2 separate regions of the Mus musculus genome follow, and region 1 is linked to region 2. Evidence: chromatin contacts called from public Hi-C data. All regions are on one chromosome and are shown on one strand. The core of a region is the stretch at or near the end of the contact, and the rest is flanking DNA. Distances in the headings are between cores, read along the strand shown. Region 1 has its middle 20 kb from the start of Gm31318. Region 2 holds the start of 4932435O22Rik (RIKEN cDNA 4932435O22 gene).

Evidence for each region. Hi-C and Micro-C count contacts between places; a contact is called where the count stands out from the background.
Region 1: a contact with region 2 is called in a Hi-C map of cerebral cortex, with 1.7 times the contacts expected there. The contact joins the enhancer-like site here to the promoter of 4932435O22Rik in region 2. A contact is called at or near these places in 3 of 484 Hi-C or Micro-C datasets (cerebellum, cerebral cortex and nephron progenitors) and 2 of 115 datasets of contacts at active chromatin or transcription factors (VIP interneurons and double positive thymocytes).

Annotation. Positions count from the first base shown.
Region 1 is chr11:114,280,982-114,287,152 of GRCm38.p6, forward strand. No RefSeq gene overlaps it. Among named protein-coding and RNA genes, the nearest start is that of Gm31318, 20 kb to the right of the region's middle. Within about 2 kb of position 4,475, at least 17 of the 459 cell types and tissues checked have an H3K27ac peak or open chromatin away from gene starts, as enhancers often do. A contact at or near this core is called in VIP interneurons and cerebral cortex, where this site is marked.
Region 2 is chr11:114,446,782-114,452,859 of GRCm38.p6, forward strand. It overlaps 4932435O22Rik (RIKEN cDNA 4932435O22 gene), which reads right to left and starts at 2,079. Exons shown (of 3, transcript NR_027643.2): 1 at 1,891-2,079.

The DNA of each region.
Region 1 (6,171 bases), core at 3,225-5,724, 160 kb before region 2:
AGGATATTGGAACACAAACTATTAATGTGAGGATGGGAAACAGGTGGGAAGTTGAGAGCAAGTGGTTTCTAGAAGCTGGGCATCAGAATCTGTCTGAGACATGGCACTTCTAACACCACAATTGCTGGACCATTGCCTCCACGGGCCACTGAAACAGAAGACTAACCTACCCCCACAGCTTCTCAGTGTACACACGCCAAAGTCAAAACCAGAATGTAACGATTGGCCAATCCTGGTCACCTGACTAGACTCTGGCTATTAGGATTGGCTGTTGGGACTGGATAGGCTGGGTCACATGGCAGCATCAGGCTGCCGGATGAGAAGGTGTCCGTTTGTTGGACTGGCAGTGGGTTCAAGGCTGTCACTCACAACCCTGCCCACGGGGCAAAGTCTGCTCTCTGTCCTTGAAGCTCCTCCCTCTAACCCCTGCCCAGTTTCTCTGCGGGCGGGCTGGGCTGGTGCCCTATTAGCAACTCACCCACGTTCTCCACTTAGGGCAGATAAATTGGAAACCTCCCCTGGGGAGGAAGGATGGCAAGGATGGGCTCTATTACAAAGCAATATGCTGAAGGGGAAGAGGGCCATTTGGACAGGAAGATGGAGCCGGGAAATTTGGCTTGTCTCCCTGCGTCGGGGGCAGGATTGATTTCATTCATAAATACTCTCGTTGATCTTGAGCTCCAAAGCAGGCTGTGAAGGCCGCTAATGAGTCCCCTTGACCTTCCCTGCACCCACCGTCACAGACACCCCTTCCAGACCTCGCCCTGGTCTTCCCTTCTTCCCAACTTCAGCTATTTAAGGGATGGAGTAACCTGAGAATAAAGGCCAAGCAAAGTCTTTGAACTTGGTGTGAACCTCAGTATCCCCGGGCCTGAGCCAACCCCTTAGCCTTCCCTTTCCTTCCATCTTCCTCAGTTCCCATCCCCTCTTTAATTAAGATGGTGTTTCATGAGCCCAAACCGAACTCAAGCACACTATGTATCAAAGATGACCTTTAACACTTGACCTTCCTGCCCTAGTCTTCTGAACACTGGGCGTGGCTGAACAGCCCAGCCAATCAGCTTTCCCACCGGAGTCTTCCTGTTTAGAGGTTCCTCTCAATAGCACCACCAACTGGGGGCCAGACCTTCCCCACCCGTTAGTGTAGCCTAATGACCATCGCGTGCCCCTAGCTTTGTGCCTTTTGTAGTACGTAGCCTTGAGCTCTGAACACCTTCCACACGTATGAACCTGCTCCTCCCAGTCCTGGCTGCAGCCCATCTCAGCCACCTTGTCCTCGCTGACAGATGAGGGTAATTGGTACCCATTCTCCAAGGACCCTCTCCACGTGGATCTGTAGACAAAGGATTTCAAATTGATTTAAAGCCGGTGTCAGGCTGGCTTAAAGAAAAATCTCCACAGAAATTAGTCAGTTTAACATTTGGGAGCTGCTTAAGCAAAAATCTCCACTGGGTGATCTTGGGGACAGCGCCCTCACCCTCCCTACGAAGGCAATGGGGAAGCTGAGGTGCTAGGAAGAATAGGGATACCTTCTCAGTTTAAAGGACTGGAGTAGGCATTGCCCAAGGATACCAGGGGACCATGGCCACTGCCCTTAGAGTCTGTCTCTGCCGGGGGGGGGCGGGGGGGGGCTGGGGGCTGAGATTGGCTTAACTGATGGCTAACTCACTTGTTGGCTCAAGTGTCATCCATCAGGCCAGACGAGTACCAGTGTGGGCTGGCCCTGATCATCTGCTGCCTGGATTGTCTCACCAGATGCCTATGTGATGGTCCAGGCTCCAGTCCAACCTCATCCAACCTACCCTGCCCAGGCACCGGGGCGATCTGCCCCCAGCACAAAGCCAAACAGGCTGCTCTCTCAAAGAAGGCAGTGTTGTGTTGCCTCCATGACCCACAGGCTACAGACTTTCACTCTCTGATGAGAGGAGGGAGGAGTTTTGCTCTGTGGAGCTGCTGGGGTCTCTGGTTCATCTCTCACACTCCATAACTCCAGGATAACGTACACAGAGGCTCGGAGTTTCTCACACTCTTCCCTCTGGCCGAAACACCCCACACCTCCTCCCTCCTCCCACACCTCCCACCCCCACCCCCACACTTCAGGTATACTATCAAGGCTGCTTCTCTCCTGAAACATTCATTGCAGGCCATCACCCCTTGCACAGGGCTCTCTCAGAAGGGAGGTCACTTCCCCTCCTATGCATCTGGTTCAAACACTCTTGGTGGCTTCCTTGTCAACTAAGGCAGATAGGAGCGAAGCCCAACTAAAATACACCTTCACATTCACACCTCCAGGGGCCTACATCCCCTGCCCCCCCCCCCCCCCCGCCCCAACAGTTCTTCTGTGAGCCCATCCATGGATTAATCCATCCTTGAGGTTAAATACCCTCCATAATTCACTTACCTCTCAATGGCGCCACCAACTGGTGGTGATGGGGACACTGCCCATCCAAGCTGTAATACCTAGGATTCCACTGGAGACTGTGGTAGGTAACCCCCTAAAGGTAGGCACAAGTTTCTGTGACTCGTGATTATGTGGCTCACACCTGGACTCTATGGGAAAAGATATATATATATTTTTTTTTTTTTTGATGTAACCAAGAACTGTGAGGTGAGCTTAATCGAGATCACTGGGATGCCGCCTAAGGAGCATAAAAAGAAAGAGGAGGGAGGCTGGATCTCTAACATGTCAGAGGAGCAGAGGCTCTGTGGCCCTGGGCAGAGAGGAGAGGTGCAGCCGCTGTAAACAGGTATAGGCAAGGATGAGTCCCCTCTGGAGCCTCCAAAGGGAGGGGGACCCTGGTCACACCTCAAGTTCAGTCTTCTGGCTTTCAGACCAGTGAAAGAATGACGAGCCCCGTTGTTTCAAGCCACCGAACTTCTGGAAATGTGTTAGAGCCACCACTGGCCACTCATACAGAGAGTCCCAAGAGAAGGATGGAGCTTGCGAGACTCTGGCCAAACTCCAGCAAGGAGAAATCTAGCTGCTTGAAACCCTTACCGTGGACGGGCATCTTTTCAAGGAACGGAAGAGGGGTCTGCCTATCCCCCAAGAGAGGCCTTTTCTTGGGGCAGGACGAGCTTTTCTTTTTCATCCCTAGGCTCGTTGAGGGACTGATGGAATGAGGATTTTCATCTCGAGGCTCAAACCACCAGGATTTCAAAGCTGCCTGCTTCTCAGGGTTAAAGTTCCTGGGCAGGAAGAAAAAAAAATCTCTGTGAAAAGTTTTCTGAGGCCAGGGAAGGTGGTGAGTTATTCCCTTTGAGAGATTTCTTTTACATGTTCACCTCTGAAGTAGCTAAATGAACGGAGCTGTCGGCGTGCTCGGCGCGCTGGCTGTAACGTGTCCGTGAGGTACCGGGGGAGCTTGTTAAAGGGTAGTTCCCGATGCATCCAGCCTAGGCCTGGCCCCGGCTGGGCCTGAGAGCCTGCATGTGTAACAAGCTCCAGGGAGACACCCAGGCTGCTGGCTCACAGGACACAGGACTGGCAGGTTGTGAGTCAGTGACAGGGCTATAGTCTGTTGACTCTGAAGGTCACTCACTCTGTATCCACCAACTCAGCTGTCATGTCCTCCTGCTAAGGAGAGGGAAACTGAGTGAGGGGAGGGAGGGGTGTCACCTAAGGTCTCAGAGTCTCAGAGTTGCATGGGGTTATTAGACTGAGCACCATCCTGGGCTTGTTGCTGCGGTGATGGTGACGGGGAAGATGGAGGCCTTTCCTTTAAGGGTAAGAGCCCTCTCTACCCTTCGGCCTGGCAGTTAAACTGCCCATCCGCCTCTACATTTTGAAACACACGTCAGCTGCCAGGCTGATCGATAGGCTCGCTCATCTGTGAGGTTTGAGGCTCTCTCCACAGATGTAATCAGGGCTCCAGAGACGTCCTGGCAGCGGGCACGTGGGGAGGGAGCGCGGCAATACGTTTAATCAAGGAGCAGATGGGGAGCTGATAGAGTGTGTAGAAAAATCAGGTTTCTGTGATAACATTCTCTTCCCCCACTCAGCCTCCGCACCCCCTGGCTTCTCCATCAGGACTCCCGGTGCCAACTCCAGCCCTGCCCTTTCCAAAGATGGTTCCCCCCCCCCGAACTCCAGTAGGGCCCCCTTTATAGAGATATGAAGCTTGGGAGTGAGGAGAGTGGATTGGGGAGGGATGGGTTGCTGCATTTGGAACCTAATTCCCCTCTCTAGGCAGGAGCCTGGAGAGGACCGGAAGCCAGGATCTAACAGACTGAACACTAAGCACTGGAAAAGGCATTGGAAGAGCTACCAGCCAGAGCCTCCTGCAGCTGGCAGAGAGGACGCTGGGCTGGTGGCCTGGGTACTCCATTCACAGGCTTGCCCCAACCCAGTGTCTTGCATTATGGTCCCAAGACAGGATCTATGGAATGGTTGTCACCGAGGGTGGCTTTGTCCCCAAAGAACATTTGGCAATGTCTGAAGACATGTTCTGATTGTCACGACGAGGGTGGGAGGGTTCTCTTGGCACCCCGTGGGTACAGGCTGGGGAGGCTCGAAACGTCTCCACAACACAGGACAGCCTCCACAGCACAAATAGTCTTCCCAAAATGTCAGCAGAGCCCAGCTGAGAAATCCTGCTCCTCGGAGAGCCATCACTGGCCACAGCTCTGGTTAAACCCACTGACCTGTCTCCAGGTGGGCGTGTCTGGCTCCTTTCCCCACCCGTGTCCATTTCCCAGGCTAGCTCATGGAATCTGCTCAGGGACACGTGAAGTGCATATATGTCCATGTATACATACACACACTCCAAGTCAAGTGCCATTAAATGGGCTTGGGCCTTTTATTAGTTCTGGGGAATCTGTATATAAGTAGAGGTTGGGGGTAGGTGGGGAGTCTTTTCATCTCCCCCCACCCCCCTATCCCTCTCCTTCTATGCCCAGCCCTTTCTGGTGCCTTAACTTTGAACCTGGCTTTGTTCTACAACAGATGTGTATAGAGAGACCATATCTGTTCCATGTCCCTCTGATTTGCAATTGGGCTCTGTCCCTCCTGGACCTGAGAGTCCAGCTACACAGAGGGCATGCTCTCTGCCTTGGGAGATCATCTTCCAGAACAAGGTGGCCTCCTAAGGCAGTTTCTTGGAGAACCGCACCCACCCCACCCCCCCCCCCCCCCGCCATCCCAGATCTGCTCCCTTAGTCGGGTTAAGGTCTCCGCATGGTGAGTTACTTGATAGAATCCATGTCTTCTCATCCCTGTGGGGTCAGTGCATCCAAGGCACTGAGCTCAATGTGTTTAACTAAGGTCTTCTCTGCCATCTCCTGACTATGTTTTTATCGACATTTGATAAGTGAGAAACTGAGTCTCAGCAAGGTTAACAGAACAACTGTGCTGGAGGTCACACAGCAGGTAAAACAAAAACAAAAACAAAAACAAAACAAGATTGGAGGACTTGACCCCATAGGTCACTGCAAAGACCAGTCTCTCAGGATTAGGCTCCTTGCTCTGTCTCCTTGGTAACTCCTTGAAAGTGATCCACACACCCACGGCATCAGTGTGACCTAGGACTTGTTAGACACAGAGATCCCAGCACTGCCCTGAATGTAGAACTGGATATGAGCTTTCCTATGGGAGATCTCAGGACTCACAGATGTGGGGATGAGATGGTTATGGGATTCCCTGCTGGAGGGCAGTGAGGCTGGGGGTGTGAGCAGGACCCCCAAAGCTGGCCATCCCCTGTGCCTAGTAACTGTATCCCAGCATTCTCTCTTTGGTTACTCAAGAATGCTGACCTGCAAGCTGGGGCGCATGGCTCAGTGGGTAGAGAGCTGGTGCAAGCTCAAGGGCCTGAGTTCAAATCCTCAGAATCCTACATAAAAGCCAGGTGCAGCGGCTCATGTCTGTAATCCCAGAGTGGAGGTGTAGAATAGACAGGGGTAGATTCTGGGATTCACCAGCCTAGCCAAATTAGAAGGTTCCTGGTTTGGTGAGGGATACTGTCTCAAAAATTACAGGGGAGATCAATAAAGAAAGATATCCAATGTCACCCTGCGGCCTCCATTAACACACAAAGGTTGATTGCACCTGCACACACGTATACACACATTTCACGTGCACACAAGGATACTGACTTCTCACTTGGAAATCTCCTCATTCTGCTTCCCCAGGGAAGGCCGCTCCCCTCCTCCAGGCCACAAGTACAGCTGCAGATG
Region 2 (6,078 bases), core at 829-3,328:
AACTTCACCCAGAGCTTCTACCTCCTTTCTGATTGGAAGTGTCCTCCGGTCCTACCCTGGAGGACCACTGCTGAGGGGAGGTAGCGGCCACTGGGCAGGACTGGAGTGGGGTTGAGTGCGGAGGGGGCAGGGAGTAGAGCGGGAAAGCAGATCACAGTTACAGCCGCTTTACTCTCTCTGCCCAGGCAGCGCCTAGTCCCTGGCACATGACGGTTTCATGTTTCCGAAGAGGAAGAGAACAAACGCAGAAGATAATTGTAGTGGAACGGCTGATAAGTAACGTTTGGTCTCCTTTTTACAACCATTCCCTAGGGCCCCATTATGGTAATTTTTCTTCTATAACTGGCAAATTGTATAACGAGTCAGATGATAAACCAGCAAGCAAGGCAGAAATTTGCATTTTAATACATCTGATGGTGCCATCCCCCACTTCAGTCTCTGAGGGGTCAGCACCCCTCTGATCCTGGGTCCCCTGGCACCATGCCCTCCCAACCCTCCCCTTGCTCTCAGTGAGCGACGCCAGAGCACTCAATAAATATAACATTTCAAGTGGAAGCCGGGAATCTGCTTTCTCAGATATTATGGAAAGTAAACGTAAGGCTGGGCCCTCGCACTGGCCAGCCAGGCCCTCCCCAGCTCCATTGCTTATTGAAGGCTATGCTCATCCAGGAACCTAAGCTGTGCCTCAGTTTCCTTTTCTGTCAAGTGTATTATTTTAATACCTATAGTAGGTTTTGCATTTACCTTTTCATTTCTCCCTTCGAAGTGCTAGAGAGGTGGCTCAGCAATTAAGAGTGCTTACTGCTTTCTTGGAGGACCCAGGCTCGGTTTCAAACACCCATATCAGGCAGTTCACCACCATCTCTAACTCCTGCTGCAGGAATCTCTTGCCCTCTAGCTTCCATGGGTACCCACATGTACACAGTGCACATAAATTTGTCCGAGTACACACACAGGCACATACAATTTTTTAAAATTGATAATGTCTTAAGACTTTCTTCTGTGTGTGTACAAAGTGTACATGTTCATACGTAAGTGCGTGCTTGTGTATATGTGTGTGGTGTGTGTGTCCAAACACACACACTCTTGCACACACATGTGTGCATGTTTTGTGAAGGCCAGGCCAATGCTGGGAGTCTTTCTCAATCATTCTCCAGCTTATATTATGTTTAGAGGCAGGGTCTCTCATTGAACCTGACGCTCATCACTTCAGCCAGCTTGGCTGGCTCTCAGCACTAGGGATCCTCTTGTCTCTGCCTCCCCAGTGCTAATGTGCAGCTGCTCACCACACCACCAGCCTTTTGATTCGGGTGTTGAGGATTTGAACTGAGCCTGAGCCCTCTCCCCAAACCTTATACTAGGCTCGTTAATGCCTGGTGGATAGCATTTGTGATAACTATTCATTATTATAATAAATATTATACCATTAATATTTATTGATAAATTGACAAGCATTTCTACATCTTATTAATGGAGATTAATATTAATAAATATTAATGCTATTAATTGTTGGTAAATATTAATGATCTAGCTGTGGTGGTGATGGCTATAACTACTACTGATAAATAATTAATATCATAGATAATACATGGCAGTGGTGCTAAGAATGGTGGGAAGACTCCTGGGTCTATGGTGCTGTGATTCTAGTCAAGACTTGTAATGGTGTCTGTCCCTGCTTCTCACACATCCGACTGCATTGATGCCACCACTTTCCCTTCAGACCCCAGGACTCCTGGAAGGGACTGGGGAACACGGTAAGCCAGGACACACACACACACACACACACACCCCAGTACTGTCCCAACACTGCCCTATTCACCCCCTGGAAAAATCCAGTTTCAGTAGTTCTAGAACCTTCCACCCACTTGACCTGGTAGAAAGGGTACCAACCTGAATCACGGGCTTGACCTTGAAGCTTTGTGGTATCTCCTGTCCCTGTCATATCAGGAAAGAGAGTTCACTTCCCATCTTCGGTGGGGAGCAGAATGGTGTTCACTCTTCAGGGCGGGCGGTGAAAGGGTTAACAGAGGCTGTGCCTGGCGCCCCACAGACACCAGTTGAACTTGCCAGTTGCTGACTGCAGAGGATAGCACTTGCAGCCCAGCCAGCTTCTCCAAGGTGGTTCCATTTGGCAGGGGCGGCCTGTCCTTTCATGCAAGAGAAGCTGAGTGCGATCCAGGAATGCCTGCCAAAACCCTGGGATTATTATCTTAGCCCCAGGAGTGAAGTCTCTGGGGATTGGCATGCCCTGTTGTTTGAATTTATTAGGCCCGGGCCCCTCCATCGGGCAGGTCAGAGGGGGAGAAACGTGTTGTCACAGTGAGGCTTTGTGGGAGTTATTTTTAGAACATCTCCAACTCTTCGGGCTCATCAGAGGTTCCAAATCAGTGCAGGAAATTGGTTTGTTTTCCAACGTGATGAGGTTTTTCAGTCCATCTCCCCGAGCTAGGATAGTGGCTGCTTTTCCCACACAAAATGAATCACAACTCATGATGTGGACGTGGGTAGTGGGATCAGATTTAGACCATTCAAGGAATGCACACTGACCACCTGTTATGTGCCAGATCTGATCTAGACACAACTTTCCACTTGTGCGGAACTTATGATGTTCCAATGTGGGAGACACAGGGGAGTGGAAACTGAAGAAGCAGGTAGGTGACAGGTTGAAGATGGGTGTTGGGAGAACACAGCGGGATTGGGGTGGGGGTGGGGTCCTGTTAAATCACCAGTGGGGGATATGCAGAGTAGATTGTAGGTCTCTGTTTTCCAGATCTTTCCTTTAACAGAGAATGGGACGTCCTGGCTCTTGGTAATGCCTCTCCCCTCACTCCACATGGCTCATTTGGGCTAATAGTATATGCGGCTCCATGATGCAGTGAAGACTGCCTGTGTTCTTGAGGCTGGAAGTGGCCTTGAACCTCTGACACTGACCACATGTCTTAATTACTTTTCTATTGCTATGACAAAACACCACAGCCAAGGAAATGTATTTTTTAAAAAAAATTAATTTGGGGGTTCATGGGTCACCATGAACAGGGAAGGTCACCATGGCAGGGAGCACAAAAGAAGCAGGCAGGCAGGCATGGCAGAGGAGCAGTGGGTGAGCACTTCCGTCTGACAAACAAGCACCAGGCAGAGGGAGAGCTATCGGGGAATGGTGTGGGCTTTTGAAACCTTTTCCAACAAGGTTGTTCACATCTTTTAATCCTTCCCAAACAATTTCACAAACTGGGAACCAAGCACTTGAATATAGGAGCCTTTGGGAACCATTCATATTCAAACCACAACACCAGGTATGCAAACATGCAAGAGTAGAGTAGACATAACTAATGTGCCATCCTGTAATACAGCCTGAACCAACCCAGGCCAGCCAGTTTGGGCCACCTCCAAATTGAAAAGCACAGCTATGACCTAAGACACCGTATAGAGACTCCATAGCAGGTCTACTTTAGCTCCAGATTTCAGAAAGATAAAATCAAGCCGTCTTACTAATCGGCCTTTTACTGGATGCCGTGTGGTGAATCTGCTTTCCCCTCATTCAAGTCCCTGGCTAGTTTGGCTTCCTTGTGTTTCTGGGACTAAAGTTCTCGTTCCTGACTGGTCACTGGGTAGGGTTTGCTCTGGGAAGCTAGGACTTCTGTGCTATTTGGATGTGGCCCTTATATCTCTGAAGCGGCAACAGAACATAGAAACCTCTCATATGTGAACGCTGACTCTCTGCCTTTGTTTCTGAGGGCCTTGTGCGATCACTCTGGTCTGCCTAGACAAGCTGCCTATTTTAAGGCCCGCTGATTACACCAGCCTAGGCAGCCCTTTTGCAATAATACCTAGGTCGAAGTTGGATTAGAAAACAAAAGGATGGGGGTCTTGGGAAACATTTTTAGAATTCTGTCTCTGGCAGCCCGCAAGCTGTAGTTGTGGGGATTGTTGGACGTGTATTCTGACAGCAGACATGGCATGTCAGGACAGGACTGAGGGAGAAAATGACCCCCGAGCAAGGATACAAGGATACTCTCCTTGCTCTCTCTCTTTTCAACCAGGTTGACTTGAGATACTCTCCATAGCTTTCCATAACTGCCATAATAAATTCCTACAAATCCAGTAGCTATAGACACACACACACACACACAGAGTCTTAGTTAGGGTTTTACTACTGTGAACAGACACCATGACCAAGGCAACTCTTATAAGGACACTATTTAATTGGGGCTGGCTTACGGGTTCAGAGGTTCAGTCCATCATCATCAAGGTGGGAGCATGGCAGCATCCAAGCAGACATTGTGCAGGCAGAGCTGAGAGTTCTACATCTTCATCTGAAGGTGGGAGACTGACTTCCAGGCAGCTAGGCTGAAGGTCTTAAAGCCCATGTTCACAGTGACACATCAACAAGGTCACACCTCCCAATAGTGCCACTTCCTGGGCCAAGCATATTCAAACCATCACACACACACACACACACACACATCTGAGCAAGGATACTCCTCTTGCTCTCTCTTTTCTACCAAGTTGACTTGAGCTTCTTCATTCGGCTCTAGCTAGGTCTTTGAACACAGTGCCTAGGACAGGGCAGAACAACGTGGTAGAAGCACTTGGTCTCCAAGGAGACACAATAAACAGAGAGACTTCAGTGCTCAAGACAACCACCCCACAAGCATTGGGTAGGAGAGAAAGGCACTTAGTTATTTAAACCACTGAAGTGGGGCTCCCACAACTGCACTGTAGTGGCATAGTCTTTTATCCTAAGACAAAGAATGTACTACAAAGTGAATAGCTGATGAATGCAGGATCCACCTTCCCCTGAAGTGTGTGGAAACTCTCAAGCAGTCAGTTTTACCAAATAAATCCTGAAACATTGCTTGGAAGAGACATGTGGCCCTAACTTCTGATGTTTGTAAATATTAAAGTTGGTTGTGTGACACAGAGAGCAGAGGATGAGCTGAGCAGTAGAAAACTAAGCAACAATGAATGGAAAGAGATGTGTTTGACTAAGGGCAGTCTGACTAAGAGCAGGACAGTGAGGAAGGAAGTCTGTAAAGGTCGAGAAAGGTGCAGGACAATGGATTGTAAGATCCAAGATGGCTGCAGCATAGGATTCTTGGACAGTTTGGCTGAATTGTAGAGCGGGGAGTTTTCAGTTCACTAGGAAGGATCTGCGAGGTGGTAAGACACATCTGGTTGGTCCCTGACCTCCATGTTGCCTCCTTGGTACCTAACAGCATCACACAGTAACTGACCTGGAAAGGCTGTTGATGGATTGATAACTCAGAAGACAGAATTTCTTCTCTTTGCCACTCCCCAAAAGATGCTCCCAACTTCAACAGCAAGGCAAAGACGAACGACCTTCGAAGGATGACATGAATCCCCCAAATGTCACCAAGTTGGGTTTCTTATCATTCAGTCAACATTCACAGCGCTGGGTGCGGTGCGACCATAAAGGCGAGTGAGCTATGACTCCTGTCGTTAAGGAGCTTGCCAAGTCGGAGATGATATAAGGGATGCAGGTGGGAAAACAGGATGAGGAAGGGAAATTGATGGGGACCATGATGGAGTAGAGAAAGCGTTCCGAGAATCCCAAGGAGAGAGATTACTTGTTTGGGGCGGGGAGGGGCAGTGCAAAAGGCGGGGTAGGGGTGATTCAGGGAAGAAGATGGACCGGCAATGTGGAGGGTGTGTCTTTTGAGCTGACTCTTGGAAAAGATGGAATATAGAGACCCTCTGGCTGGCTCTGGAGAAGGCTCCGCACCCGGCCAGGATGGGGTGGTGGTGGGTTGGAGTGACAAAGGGAAATAGGGATGATAAGTTACAGAACGGGGATATATTCAGTACATGCATACCACCATGGAAATTCCCCGGCTTGCTCTGAAAGACAAACAATAGAATTCTTCATTGAGAAATTTCCAGAAGTGGAGACTATGAGAAGAGCCTCTTCATTGTTCCTTATCTCAAGAAACCAAAGCATTGGGACTGGCAGAGACTTCTGGGATAATCCCCTTCTCACCCGAACAGCATCTATGACTTCATTCCCAACAGTGGTGAGAGCGGGTGTCTTAGTGCCACATATCCCTCTACCTGCTTCTG